3 separate regions of the Mus musculus genome follow, and all the other regions are linked to region 2. Evidence: chromatin contacts called from public ChIA-PET and HiChIP or PLAC-seq data. All regions are on one chromosome and are shown on one strand. The core of a region is the stretch at or near the end of the contact, and the rest is flanking DNA. Distances in the headings are between cores, read along the strand shown. Region 1 overlaps Frmd4b (FERM domain containing 4B). Region 2 overlaps Frmd4b (FERM domain containing 4B). Region 3 overlaps Frmd4b (FERM domain containing 4B).

What was found. ChIA-PET counts read pairs in DNA pulled down with a chosen protein or histone mark. HiChIP or PLAC-seq counts read pairs in DNA pulled down with a chosen protein or histone mark.
Region 1: a contact with region 2 is called in an HNF4G HiChIP or PLAC-seq map of pancreatic cancer cells. The contact joins two enhancer-like sites. A contact is called at or near these places in 4 of 15 datasets of contacts at CTCF or cohesin (CD8 T cells, embryonic stem cells, liver and 1 more), 19 of 484 Hi-C or Micro-C datasets (the HL-1 cell line, Sertoli cells, Th1 cells and 11 more), 19 of 115 datasets of contacts at active chromatin or transcription factors (CD8 T cells, the SCID.adh cell line, T-cell acute lymphoblastic leukemia and 13 more) and 4 of 9 other capture datasets (adipose tissue, embryonic stem cells, liver and 1 more).
Region 3: an H3K27ac ChIA-PET map of liver shows a contact between it and region 2, with 6 times the contacts expected there. The contact joins two enhancer-like sites. A contact is called at or near these places in 3 of 15 datasets of contacts at CTCF or cohesin (CD8 T cells, the NIH/3T3 cell line and large pre-B cells), 54 of 484 Hi-C or Micro-C datasets (the AML12 cell line, B cells, CD8 T cells and 41 more), 14 of 115 datasets of contacts at active chromatin or transcription factors (the 230-238 cell line, CD8 T cells, the HPC-7 cell line and 11 more) and 4 of 9 other capture datasets (adipose tissue, embryonic stem cells, liver and 1 more).

Annotation. Positions count from the first base shown.
Region 1 is chr6:97,313,474-97,318,026 of GRCm38.p6, forward strand. The region is part of intron 11 of Frmd4b (FERM domain containing 4B); the gene reads right to left. Among named protein-coding and RNA genes, the nearest start is that of Gm32191, 63 kb to the left of the region's middle. Within about 2 kb of position 2,173, at least 28 of the 459 cell types and tissues checked have an H3K27ac peak or open chromatin away from gene starts, as enhancers often do. A contact at or near this core is called in pancreatic cancer cells, where this site is marked.
Region 2 is chr6:97,409,328-97,413,827 of GRCm38.p6, forward strand. It overlaps Frmd4b (FERM domain containing 4B), which reads right to left. Exons shown (of 23, transcript NM_001346637.1): 4 at 3,161-3,253. Among named protein-coding and RNA genes, the nearest start is that of Frmd4b, 76 kb to the right of the region's middle. Within about 2 kb of position 1,339, at least 61 of the 459 cell types and tissues checked have an H3K27ac peak or open chromatin away from gene starts, as enhancers often do. A contact at or near this core is called in astrocytes, liver, muscle stem cells and 2 more, where this site is marked.
Region 3 is chr6:97,290,385-97,294,641 of GRCm38.p6, forward strand. Frmd4b (FERM domain containing 4B) reads right to left here. Exons shown (of 23, transcript NM_001346637.1): 22 at 1,979-2,111. Among named protein-coding and RNA genes, the nearest start is that of Gm32191, 40 kb to the left of the region's middle. Within about 2 kb of position 1,372, at least 34 of the 459 cell types and tissues checked have an H3K27ac peak or open chromatin away from gene starts, as enhancers often do. A contact at or near this core is called in astrocytes, liver, muscle stem cells and 1 more, where this site is marked.

The DNA of each region.
Region 1 (4,553 bases), core at 923-3,422, 95 kb before region 2:
AATCATGTGGAGATTTAATGAAAAGGGGAAAGGGAAATTGGCTAGGGAGATATCCAAGGCAACCTGCCTGGTTTGAAACTCTTTCTTAGAGAAGTAGTCTCGGAAACAGATAAGAAGGACTCTTCATCTCTGAGAAATGTCGAAGGTGCCAATGGGATTCCGAATGTGAGGAGAAGATTCGGGCTTAAAAGGAGGCAAAATGGAAGCAGCTTTACACTACAGATTTACCACATCTTGGATGTAGTAACTTGTCAGGCATTGTATGTGTCGTTTGAGTTAAAACAGCAAAGCATTTGTGTGCATGCGTGTATACAAACCTACTTGCAATCTTCCTACCACAAACAGAAAAAACAAAATTGCCCAACTTAAAATGCTAATCCTGAAGACTTTAAAGAAAGAGGAAGACAACGGACGGGATTCGTTTTCAATAGCGTTCAGAATATGGAAAGGACATGTTTTTCTAAAGCTGGCTGGAGTGAGTGTTCATTGTCAACGTGCTCTTAGTGGAAGCCATGCAGTGGAGAATCTGCTGTTTCCCTGATGCTGCTAGCTGTAAAAGGGAAAGAGCGGAAGTGTGAAAGGAAGACTGTCGACAAAGCCTCCCCAATGTCTCTCTATTCTGGACTCGTTTGCAATGATTACTTGTCTCTTTGGAATCAACAGAAGCAAGCAGATACAGGCGAGCGGGCGGTGTCTTGGGTTACTCTGATATCACAAAAGTAAAGGAATGGATAAAACATGGAAGGAGGGGGAGTCACGGAAGATATCTTCCAGAAATCACAACAGGAAGACATATCTCAAAGTCACTCATCCTCTGTCTTCAAACGAGGAAGAGTCCAGGATTTAAACGCCGAGGTAGGGGACCATGGTAGGTAGCGTCAAATACTGTTAGAAAATAAACTCGTGTGTAAAAATATCGTATGCACATGAAGTCTTCTTCCTGTTCAGACACAAAGGCATCTGAAGACTTTAGGGAAAAAAATATTTGCTACATTATGACACATCATTCAAAGAAAGGAGTGTCTTAAATATTTAAGGCATTTTGTAGATATCAACCATTATTCTAGCCGAGGTCACCTCTGCCATATCTCCACCTGAACTTGGGGCTGGCAAGGTGAATCAGCATTGCCTGTTCTTCCAGAGGACCTGAGGAGTTCATTGCCGGCACCCAGAGGGCAGCTCACAGCTGTAACACTAGTTCCAGGTTGTTTGACCTCTTTTGACCTCCATAGGCACCAGGCACACATGTGGAACACAGACACGCATGCAAGCAAAAACTCACACACAAACATAAATAAATAAAACCTTAAAGCAAAACAAAACAGTCTGATAGTTTGAAGGGGTGGGAGCCCTGAGGGACTTTTAGAAAATAGGTCTGATGTATACCACACCAGGCTGGCCTTGAACGTAGAGATTTACCTGCCTCTACCACCAAGTGCTGGGATTAAACACATGCACTACTGAGCCTGTCTCAACTTTATATATATATATTGAGACAGGGTTTCTCTGTGTAGCCCTGGCTGCCCTGGAACTCACTTTGTAGACCAGGCTGGCCTCGAACTCAGAAATCCGCTGGCCTCGAACTCAGAAATCCGCCTGCCTCTGCCCCCCCCCCCCCCCGAGTGCTGGGATTATAGGCGTGCGCCACCACGCCCAGCTTCAACAGTATTTTTTAATACCTCCTATGGGCAATGTCCTGTGATTGTTGCTGAGCTGTGAGCAGGTCCCATCCCTCATGGCATGCACACACAGGACTGCCCTGAGGGTCTGGGCTTACAATCGAATCCACTACTCAAGAGCTGTGCTTAGCTTTCCTAAGCCTCAGTTTCCTCTTTTGTTAAACGGCCCAATGATGCCTGCCTCCAAAGGTTCTCCAAATACAAGTTTATGTTTGTAGGGTACTTGGCCCAGAGCCTGGCTCAACATATCCATCAGTGAGTGGTTGAGCTAATGTGTTGTGAAGGAAGGGCTTGCTGAACACTTAGCTAATTGTTACTAAATGGGCAGCAGCCACTTAAGAGCAGAAACAAAGCTAGCCGTAGCTATCTGCCTCCACATCTTCTTTCCACGGAGGAAACAGCTCAGTTATTCTGTTGACATAGCTGTGTCATCCACCAGGCCTCCAGTTCTCAATTTCTATGACCACACTGGACTAGGAGCATGGATCTCTTGGGTGGTTTCCTGGTGCATCCTGGGCAGGGAGTGTGGGTCTCATGGGTGGTTTCCTGACATAGCCTATAGGGAGGAAATCGGTTCCTCTGTTCCATACCTGGCAGTCACAGAGGAATAGAAAAACAGAAGGGTGGGGCATCAGCCTGTCCCACAGATAGACTGGGCAACAAGCTCCCTTCTGTCTGGAGTAGCCAGGAAAAAAAATGATGTGCCCTGACAAGCAGAGGAATGTTGGAGAACCTGCTGCATAGGGCAAGGGGTTTGCTGGAGGATCATAAGACCCCCTCCCCCCTCATAGGGAGCACTTTGGACAGAAAGGACCCAGTTCTCTTTTACATCATGACAAACTGCAACTACATATCACCCAGGTCTGAGAGTAAGGTGGGATAGGAAAAGATAGCACAAGGAGTTGGGACTTTTCATTGGCTCCTGTATTATAGGTTAATCATTTAACTACAAATTCAAATGGAAATGACTAAATTCAGGATAATCACAACTAAGGTACATCAAACAATGAGTCACTCGGGGAGGGTGATTCCCCCATATCCCATGATGTGAAGCAAAGCAAACCAGGCAGCACTAACCTATTCTGAGGGTTATATCTGATGAATAAAGATATTGCTAATGCCTTCTGGGGTACCAAAAACCATGTGCACTGACCCTTCCCCACAACCAGACATGGAAGCACCGTCTTAAGCTAAATCCCGTCCAGGAGAAAACAAAGGCTCACAGAAGGGAAGGGCCACTGACAAGACACCCAGGCAGCAGGGATGGATCTGGGATTCACCTGCAACCATAGTCAGGATCCAAAATGCCAGCATAGCATCATAGCACATCACTTCTTCTTCTTCTTCTTCTTCTTCTTTTTTTGGTCAGGGGGGAATCTATAGTGACATTTGTTGTATTTTTAACAGGAAGAGGAGGAGGAGAAGGAAGAGGAGTAAGAGGAGGAGGAGGAGAAAAGGAAGGGAAAGAGTAATATTCATGTATACTTCAGATTAAAAAGAACAGAGAAGGCAATTATGGCAGCCATTTTGTGGAATAGGACCAAGTCCCTTGAAATGGGGCTTGATTTCACAGCCAAGGCTAGTCTTAGACCCATGTTGATCCTCCTGCCTCAGCTTCCCAAGCACTGGGATTACATATGTGCCCTGTGACCTGCATATCCCTCAACAATTACTAGTGGTTTGCAGCTCAGGGCAACTGAACTATTCCCCACCTCACCCCACTTCCAGGCTATCTGGTGGTGGGAGGGGACTTGGCTGGTGATCACATGGGAAGAGAGGATGCTGCCAGGACAAAGTGCAGACACTGTGCCCTGTACTTCTATGCTCAGGAGAGTTCCATACTTCAAAAAAGCTAGTGATCCAGCTGGGGCTGAGAAACGCTGAGTTAGGGGGCAATATTTTGTGTTCTTTCTGGGTTTTGAGAGGTAGGATATGTAAATGAAGATGCTTTTGCTCCATAATAGTAAGTATCAGAATTCCGATTCTTTCACATAGATAATACTTTTTAGAATCAACATGGTTGCTCAGGTACTTTTCTAGATACAAACGTTACCTGTTACCTGCTAGAGAGACTTAACTATCCCAGACTAAAGCGGTCCTGTGTACTCAACAGTATCAGTTGTGGTAAAAATACTTTTATAAGAGATCCCAACAGAACATTCTCAGAGTCTGAAAACTATTCTTCTTCAGGTGTGATGTCATAGCCATATGTATGTAAAAATGTCACACCTCACATGTAATCAGTTAAATATGTTGGCTATTTTGCAAATAGGTTTAGATGGGTTAGGATAGGTTCTGGGTATTTAAAAAATGTGTCATGTAAAAACTGGATATCTAAAATGACATCATCTCACCAAAGTTTCTTCTGTGGCCATGTCTCCACCCAGGGCTGAGGGGTTGGCCTCTTTCCTGTTACAACTTGCATGGGGGCACATGGGCATGCATGTCAGACAACCAGGCCTGGCATGGTGCTGTTCCCAGGTGTCGCCGCAGATGACCAGGTACTCTCTGACTCTGTTTATGGTTTATGTCTCTGTGTTTGTGACTGTCTCTCTCTCCCTGTCCCCACACCCAGCCCCCAGAACTCACTGTTTCTCAGTCTGACTTCAAATTTGCGCTAAATGTAAAGATGGCTTTGAATTTCTGATTTTCATACCTCTATTTCCTGAACACTGGGACCAAAGGTACACTCTACCGTGCTTGGTTTATATGGTGTTGGGAATCAAACTTTAGACCTCATACGTGTTAGATAAGCACCCTGCCAGCTTTAGGCAAACACCTGAGCTACAAACTCCAACTCTACATGTCATTTTTCTTTGTGTGTGTGACAATGCTACCATTGGTTAAGTCCTAGGTATAGCAAGTAAGAGGGTG
Region 2 (4,500 bases), core at 89-2,588:
CCAGATTAACGTCACTGGGTCTGGAATTACAAGTAAGCCTAATATTAAAGTTTTCCTTCTTTCTTTCTTTCTTTCTTTCTTTCTTTTTTTTTTTTAGTTAAAAAAAATCTAAAAATTCTAGTTTGAGTTCCCTGGTTACATTTTCTAGTCAAAACAAGCAACCTGACAGGTTCTTTCTTCAGATGGAAATGTCACCAACAATTCTGTGTTCTCTAATTGTGGTGTGAGAACCTCCGACAAACAACTGTGACAAACAACTGTGACAAAAGCCATTCACTAGCTGTCCCTGGACTGTGAGCCTCCATTCTGTGACCTCAGTGAAGCCCATTCAGGATGCAGAGAGTTCTACCTTGTGGGCTTCAGCACGATCATTTCTTTAACAGGAGTAACAACTGCCTGCTTTGAAGAATAAAGGCTATGATGATGTCACTGTCTTGTTTGGAGGATGAGTTAAGTGAATCATTAAAGCCTTGATAAGGGTTTCAATTATGCTAGCAGAGAAGAGAAAGTTAACACCAAGCAGCTACAGGACATTTGAGATAACTGCTAAGTAGGGGCCAAAGTCCCAGGAACAAGCCACCGCCAAGTGCTGTGGAATTCCAGGAACCTGCTGCAAAAGATAGCAAGGCCTTGTGAGGGGCTGTCAGGAAGGGGAGGCAGGGTTTGCTCTCTGGAATTTTCAGGCACACGCTAGACCTCAGCAGCTGTCTGCAGAACAGGCACACAAATGTGGTCACTAAATAAATGGTATTTGTTAAGATTCTCCAAAGACACATTCCTTTGGCTGTACTGTGACACAGCAAAAACGTGGTGAGTGTCCACAAAGATTAGTGTGGAAGGATGTTGACTGTGTCCAGAGTTTAGCATAGCCAGGGGCAGCCCATGTGTTTGCAGGAGGCTGGCCAGCTGAAGTATGCACAAGCAAAGAAACAGATATTCTCCCCATCCTTCGTAAGATACAAACAGTAAGTCAGTAAAAAACCCACCCAGTTATCCCACAAGGTGGGAAAGGAGAGGTGAAGGAACTTCCTGTGGAAAGGAACTTCTCATTCATTCTGTGTTTTCAGAGTTGGAAATACTCACAGGGTTAACTTCATTCCTTATAGGTACCTCATTCACACCAACTTTCCCTTCAGTTTCTGACTAGCCCTAGCCTAGACCTAGCCCTAGCCCTAGCCTAGCCCTAGCCCTAGCCTAGCCCTATCCCTATCCCTAGCCTAGCCCTAGCCCTAGCCTAGCCCTAGCCCTAGCCTAGCCCTATCCCTATCCCTATCCTAGCCCTAGCCTAGCCCTAGCCCTAGCCTAGCCCTATCCCTATCCCTAGCCTAGCCCTAGCCCTAGCCCTAGCCTAGCCCTAGCCCTAGCCCTAGCCCTAGCCCTAGCCCTAGCCTAGCCTAGCCCTAGCCCTAGCCTAGCCCTAGCCCTAGCCTTAACCCTAACCCTAACCCTAACCCTAACCCTAACCCTAGAGTTAGGGTAAGGGCATTGTTCTCCTTGCTTCTGGTGGGGCCCTCCTTCACTCACTTCTGGGCACATGTGCCTTACACCACACCCTTTCAGTACTACAGGTTTTCCTTAGGATCCTTGGACACCTTTCAGCTATGATTTAGACCTATATAAGTCACTTTGGGTACCCTCCTTCTTGAGCGTTAATAATAATGGAAACATTTGGATATTTGTAAACATTCACCATGACTTTCTTTGTCTGAACATTATAGGAAGGAGGAGGGAAAGAAGGGGGAGGGGAAGGAGGAGGAGGAGTAAGGAAAAGAAGGAAGAAAGAGGGAAAAGAGGAGGCGAAGGGAGGGAGTAGAGGGGTTGGGGTGGGGTTTCCAACATCATAGTATAAAATGAGATGTATTGTCATTAAAATTCCCCATGATCTTAGACTATGCTTCATGTTGAATTAGTTTTAAATGGTTTTACACTTATTTCTTCTGGGTGCGCATGTTTACGTGTATGGGTGCATGCCTGTGGAGGAGAGAGGACAACTGTTGGAGTTTGTTTTCTTGTTTCACTGCTATACAGTGTGTGCGTGTGTGTGTGTGTGTCTGTATGTGTGTGTGTGTGTGTGTGTGTGTGTGTGTGTGTGTGTGTGTAAACCCTGCACCCAGAGTCCCTCACTACTAAGGGCTCTCACTAAGCAGTCTATGCTGGCTGGCCAGCAAGCCTCAGGGATCCACCTGTTTTGACTTCACTGGGGCTGGGATTACAAGTGAGCCAGGGATCAAGTTCAGGCAGCCGGGCTTGGTTGCAAGAGCCTTTCCCGGTGAAGGCATCTGAATCAGCTTTATGAAAATAACTTTGGTTTATAAACAATCTACCAGCAATACAAAGTTGTGGTAAAACTGTCTATCGGGTTTAAAGTGGGGGCAGGCTATAAGAACGGGAACCGTGGTCTCCATTGGCAGTGTTTTGTATCTTAAGCTATGGAGAGGGCAAGAGGGTTGATTAGTCTTTAAATATTCTACTTCTCTTAGGTTGGTAATAATTAATGTTTATATACCTGCCTGGTGGGCCAGCTCTGAGAAAATCCCTGATTTAGTTAAAGGCATGGGTCTTAGGACTTTGCTGAGGGGCTTTCCCAAACAGAGCTCACAGGACATGGCACGGGTCAGTAGAGTTCTCCTTGTCCATCTCCGCAGGAGACGATTTGGATCTTTGAGCGGTTGGGATAATTCTTTCCTTGTGCAGTTGTTTTGCATTGTATCTTCGATTTCAATTAAGACATGGAATTACATGAAACTTAGTTGTTTCAACATCCCCAGCACGCATTATTCCCAGCATTAAGTAGAATGGTAAGTGTTTGCCAGATTTCAGATTTGAAGAATCCTAATAGCTTATTGAATTAGGAAAAAACAAAACACAACAAAAGACCCCAGGCTTAACATTAAAATAAATCTCTCAGGTTCCTCAGCCTTCCATTTACTCTAAGAGTCTTTGAGGAATAAAGCTGGATGCTTCTCTCCTTTATCTTCAAAGAAAACAACTCTACATAATCTTTATGGTAACCTAAACCAAGACAGTAGGCAATCTCTTTCTCATGGTAATGTTCTCATAGGGTCTTTTCTCTTCTTACTCACTATCTCTGATTTCTAGACACCTTGAGAAATAAAAATAAGCAAGAAAGGCGGCGAAGGCTGGATGCACTCACGCGTACCTGACAGCGAAGTGCAGAAGAGTTGGGCCGGGCTTCTTAGGTAAATCATGTTCCAGAACTCTGTGGTCCAGCTGCAACCAGTTCTCTTGACCCCTGCGAGAACAAAGCAAAGGACGAGGATGACACAGAAAGTTCAGCAACACACGGTGCTGGCACAGCTGCCTGGAAACACTCACACTCTCACACCAGGCACGGAAGACAACGGGCCGTGAGGCCACTTCAGCAATGTCTGTCACGCCTACTGTACCCGTCTACTTGTGAGCTAGAATTTCCAACCGGAGAAGCTTGTCAAGAGGAACTTGCACATTACAAAAAAAAAAATGACCCATATATAAAAATCACTCACTTTGATAGTCAAAACTCTTGAAATAATCCAAATACTTAGAGGGTATTGTTAAAATAATTACCTAAATCTGCACAGAGAAAGGCAATGCGGTCCTAAAAAAAGCTTGCAAAGTTGCTTGGAACAATTTTCGAGATACAAATCTTAAATTAAAGAGAAAAAAAAAAAAGAGCAAGATTCCCTGGGCCTAGTGATGCACACCTTTAATCCCAGCATGGGGAGCGGGTAGGCAGAAGCAAGTGGATCTCTGGGAGTTTGAGGCTAGCATTATCTATACGAGTCTGGGCCAGCTACTACTCAGTGAGACCTCATCTCAAATAAAATTAATTAACAAATAAACACTTAAAATTTTAATAAAAAAACAACAGTAAGTACAATATATTACCTATACCGCCTTTTGTTTATGGAAACAAAGGCTTGCTATACCAGGTTTACTCTACCATGTCCAGCTTGCCCAGTTTTTAACCAATGGAAATCCATATATATTGCATGCACATATTTATAAAAGCTGAGAGAATAGATAAGAGATGGAAAATGCTTCGGGAGGTTAAGACACTGAGCAACACTAAATTAATCTTTACACACACATATAAAAGGTTAAATGTGACACGTTTTAGTCAAGAAGGAGGAAGATTCTAGTTTAATAAAACGAAGGGGACTCAAATACAGCAGTAGAGTTTCCAGTGTATGCATAGCCAGCGCTCTTCTGCAGCTCTTTCTGTGGACACATGACTTAGAGATGTTTAAATATTTACTCCCAAGCCTCATCAGTTCACAGGTATAAACAGTTCTCTCAAGACCTTGACCTTTCGGGCTTGACGCTTCGTGGATTGTTTACATGACTTCCAACGCTGTTCAACTGGCCTATCCATCTTAGAGCCTCCTTGAATGTGCTTATACTAATTCCAGTTTCAGAACACATTTCTGGTGGTGGGAAGGGGATGTCAAATTCCAGCAAAATCCGTTATAAGCTGGAAAACATTTTCCAGCCTATTTT
Region 3 (4,257 bases), core at 122-2,621, 120 kb before region 2:
TAAATGTTGTCATTCATCTGAAAAGCAGGAACTTACAAAACACACTTTTAGCTAGGCGGTGGGCTTGCTTTTAATCCCAGCACTCAGGAGACAGAGACAGGTGGATCTCTGAATTCAAGACCAGCCTGGTCTACAAATTAAGTTTCAGGGCAGCCAGGGCTACACAGAGAAACCACGTCTTGAAAAAAAAATCCAAACCACCCAAAAAAGTTTAACTACATAGGAATGTATTTATATGATATCAAAATTTTGAGAATGAGATGTATAATTTTATACATAATATAAGATGCAAAACTGTATTTACTATATCATTATGATCATGTTAGAATGGACAGAGAGAAATGGAGAAATGTGTCAAATGTTAGTATTCCTGTCTCTGGTTGGTGAGATTACAGCTCCATTGTTATCTTTCTAGTTCTTTATTATTTCCCTTATGTTCTCCACAATGAGGGCCTGTGAGTGTGAACACCCACCCACACCACAATGGAGCTTTAAATAGCTTCCAATTTCCTGCACACTATGTCCCCTTTGACACAGCTCCTCTATTCAGTCATCTTGGTCTTACTGAAATACATAAGCAGACTTGGTAAAAAAAAAAAAAGTTTTCTTCTCAGAATGTTTAGCAGTTCCTGGATTCAATGAACGCAGTGTTAAAAGATATCGGAACCACTTGTGCACTGACTCTGCAGAACGGAGGGAAACATTGTCCAATTACGGAAAATATCTGCAAATATATTAGCTGTGTTGAAAGGGTTCAGATCAGACTTGGGGCCATGAATTTTGGATCCTGCTGCAAACTCATTTTTAAGCATTATTTATACAAGTCCCAGCCCGCTGACGCCCTGTGAAGTACAGTTTCACCAAAAGTCTATTTTGAGCACACCCTTTGTTGGGTTGAGACAATTGGCTTAATATTTCAAGCCAAGAAAAACGCCATGGAATGTGGGGAAGAAAAACAAGGACGGGAGGAGTGAATACTTCCAATTAGCTCGGAACACCAGCTGCCTCCGTGGGGTGCTGCCGACCTGCCCAGTTCAATAGCACAGACACTGTACAGACTGCAGTCTCTACAGCAAGAGCAAGTTTTTAAAAACCCAGAAAATGCGTGTCTTCACAGCACTCTGGGTGAGGGCGGCAGAGATAAGAGGAAGGAGTGAAGCTAACTTCTCCTCCTCCGAAGAGTTCCTTTTAACAGGCCCGAGATGATACGACGACCATTTGCTCCATCCACCTGCCTAGCATCTATGCCAGGGGAGTCACGTGCTCATCGGAAGAAGTCACGTTTCTTTAAAGTCGCACTGTCAAGCACTGTGCCCGTGTGTTCCCTTCGCTGTTTACAAGGAGCTACATCAGAAGACAAACAGGACAGCTGGCTGTGTCCACCGTGTCTTAGTGATCACAAAACACAGCAAGTGGCGAAATCCAACTCAACAACTGTTAGCTGGACTTTGATACAAAGAGCTTGACTGGAGGACAGAGATTGGTTTTGTGTGTGTGTGTGTGTGTGTGTGTGTGTAGGTTTTCTCTTTCCCAGAAAAGACTTAAATGGACATTATCCACAATACAGTTTTAAGCACACCCTTAAAATAGACCAGAAGGAGCAGCCCGGCTTTGAGACTATGACTTTAAAGTGTACAGCTGTAAGAGATAGAGCTGAATTTGGGTGAGCTACATGGAGCTCAGGAAACTTTAGAAGTCAAAAGTATTTTTGGCTTTGCTAGCCATGTCTTATTTGTCACAGCCATTTATCTTTGTCCTCAGAGTGTGAACACACACACACAGCTTACAGGTAGAGTAATGAGCATAGCCACTTTCCAGTGTAACACTATTTACTGAATATGGTGGTAGTTGGGTTGGGCCTGTAGGCTCTTGTTTACCAAATCCCACTTTATGCCTCTTCACCACCAGGCTGCAGTGTAGGAGCCACACGTCCTTCAAAGAGGACCAGGCTCCGAGAACCTGGCCAACACTTTCTCACCTGCTCGGAGAGGACAAGGGATTGTAGATGCTGCCATAGTAGCTGGTGTAGGGAGAATGCACTGGATTTTCATATTCAGATAGCCCAATGGTTAACTGGGTCCTCCAGTTCCCAGAAGCATTTGTGGAAGACACTAGAAATGAGAACAGAAAGAGAGAGAACGTTAGTTGAACTATTCCAAGCTAAATCTGTTCAGGTTGCTTCACACTCCGGTATGTGCAGAGCAGAGAGATGGAAGCCTGGGTTTAGTTTTGTGTTTGCCACTGCTGAGGGGGTGGGTCCAGGCCTTGCCTCTGTTCTACCTCTGAGAACGAGAAACCCCTATCTGAGCCAGAATTGATAATCAGTTCAATTTTCTGGGTTAATAGCCGGCTGAGTGACTTGGGCAAATAGCTCCTCCTTTTGAAGCTTCAGTTTTCTTATTGTGGAGAGGGTAAGTACATTTTCTGTGGTGACAGCACCAGGACTGAAGGTTATGATGAACATAGTTAGCCTAGTGCAGAATAAAGGCTCGCAACATGGTAAGTATTACTATTAACAGGAGTTAGTCCAAAGGGAAGACAGAATTATTTTCAAGAACACCCGTTTTGAAGTAGCCCAGAAGGAAAAGGGAGTGGATTCTCAAAGGGAGAGAACCTTGCCACCTGGGCTTCAGATCCGACCAGATGGTACTTGAGAATCCGTCGAGAGGAATGTGGAGGAAAAGCCTTCAGCCAGGTCACTTGTCAAGACTTGACTGCTGAAGGCAACACTGGCCACTGGTAAGGCAGGGCGTTTTCTATTGTTGACTGAAAAGTGGAGGGTGAAGCTAGCAGGAGGTGGAAGAGGCTAGCTTTGCAGAAGGGTGGATCCAGGAGATGACAAGGGTACAATTTGGAAGCAGAGCCTGATTGAAGGAATGTTACTGGGTGTCACTGGTTATCACTGGGTTTCTGCTCTTCTCTTTGTGGAACCAGTCCTGCCCCATGCCTGGGCTGCACAGGTGACTCGGCAGCTCTGTGTGTGTCTAAGCCTCACAGACAGCCCTGCTCACTGTTCTTCCTGTTCCTCACGTTCTGTCCACTGACCTCTTTCCACACCCACAAGCCACTTGCATTTGCCACTGACAAACTTCACAATGCGTCTTTGGCCACAATGCCACTTGATTTACACTAACAGATGTAGGATGCTCACGGAGGGTTTCCAAGACTGAGCACCGAGGGAAGGGCTCTGAAGCCTGCGGGGGTCATACTGTTAGCCCTGGGATGGAAGCCCTACTTTGTCACCTGCCAGCCTACGGGACTGGCAGTCATTCAAACTCTATCTAAACCAGAGAGAGTCACCTTAACTGTAAAATAAGAATCATAACACACAGCTCTCGCCCTACAGCCCTGCTGCTCCCATTAAAAGGGCACCCTGACACAGAGCTGCCAAGAAAAGGTGGCTATGATCACTCCTGAAACTGAGTCATGACGAAGCCTTCAGGTGGTGCAGAGTCTGACTAACCAGAAACAGGAAATGTAGCTCTCCGTGTGAATGATCGGAGCCTGTAGAAATACATCTCCAAAGCTATAAAGTAGGGGCAGGAACATTCCAGAAGGGATTTCCGGGAGCCTTGATTTCATCCACTTAATTCTTTCTAAAAGATGCTCTTAGCCAGGTGTGGTAGGGCAGGCATGGGAGAGGACTCATGAGTTTGAGGTCAACCCTGGATGCACTGTAAGATCCTATTTAAAAAACGTCAAGGGGGTGGGGGATGGGGTAAGGAGGAATGCTCTTGGTGGTGCAGTCAGCAGAACTGATACCAGGTCTGAACCAGGAAGCAGTAACTCCGTTTTCACCCTTGCCCTAGATACAAAACCAACAGCCAAGACACTCAAGGGTTTTGACTCACACCTGGTTTCCTGTGGGTGTTTCCCCAGCCCTGCGTGCGCACCAAAAGCCATCCACAAGAATTTCCAGACCCCTGTTTGCTCTCATTCTTGGGGAACTCTCTCCAGATGTGACCCGTGAAAGCCTTCCATGCTTCACCCTGAGCTTTGAGGAAGTTCAGGAGGTCCTCTGAGCAGGATAGGTGTCCTCTACATCAGAGCCATAAACCACAAGAAACAGTGATAGACACCTCTTCCTGTGTTAGATGTGGTCATAGGTGGGATAATCCCGGAAGTCCAGGTCGCAGAAATAGTAATAAAATAGAACCCAAGCAGTACTCTCCATGGCAATGTCTCTTGTCAACAATCTTATGAATCACAAAGGAACAGCTCACTCTGACTGTTCCACAGGCTTGGAAATTCCCACCT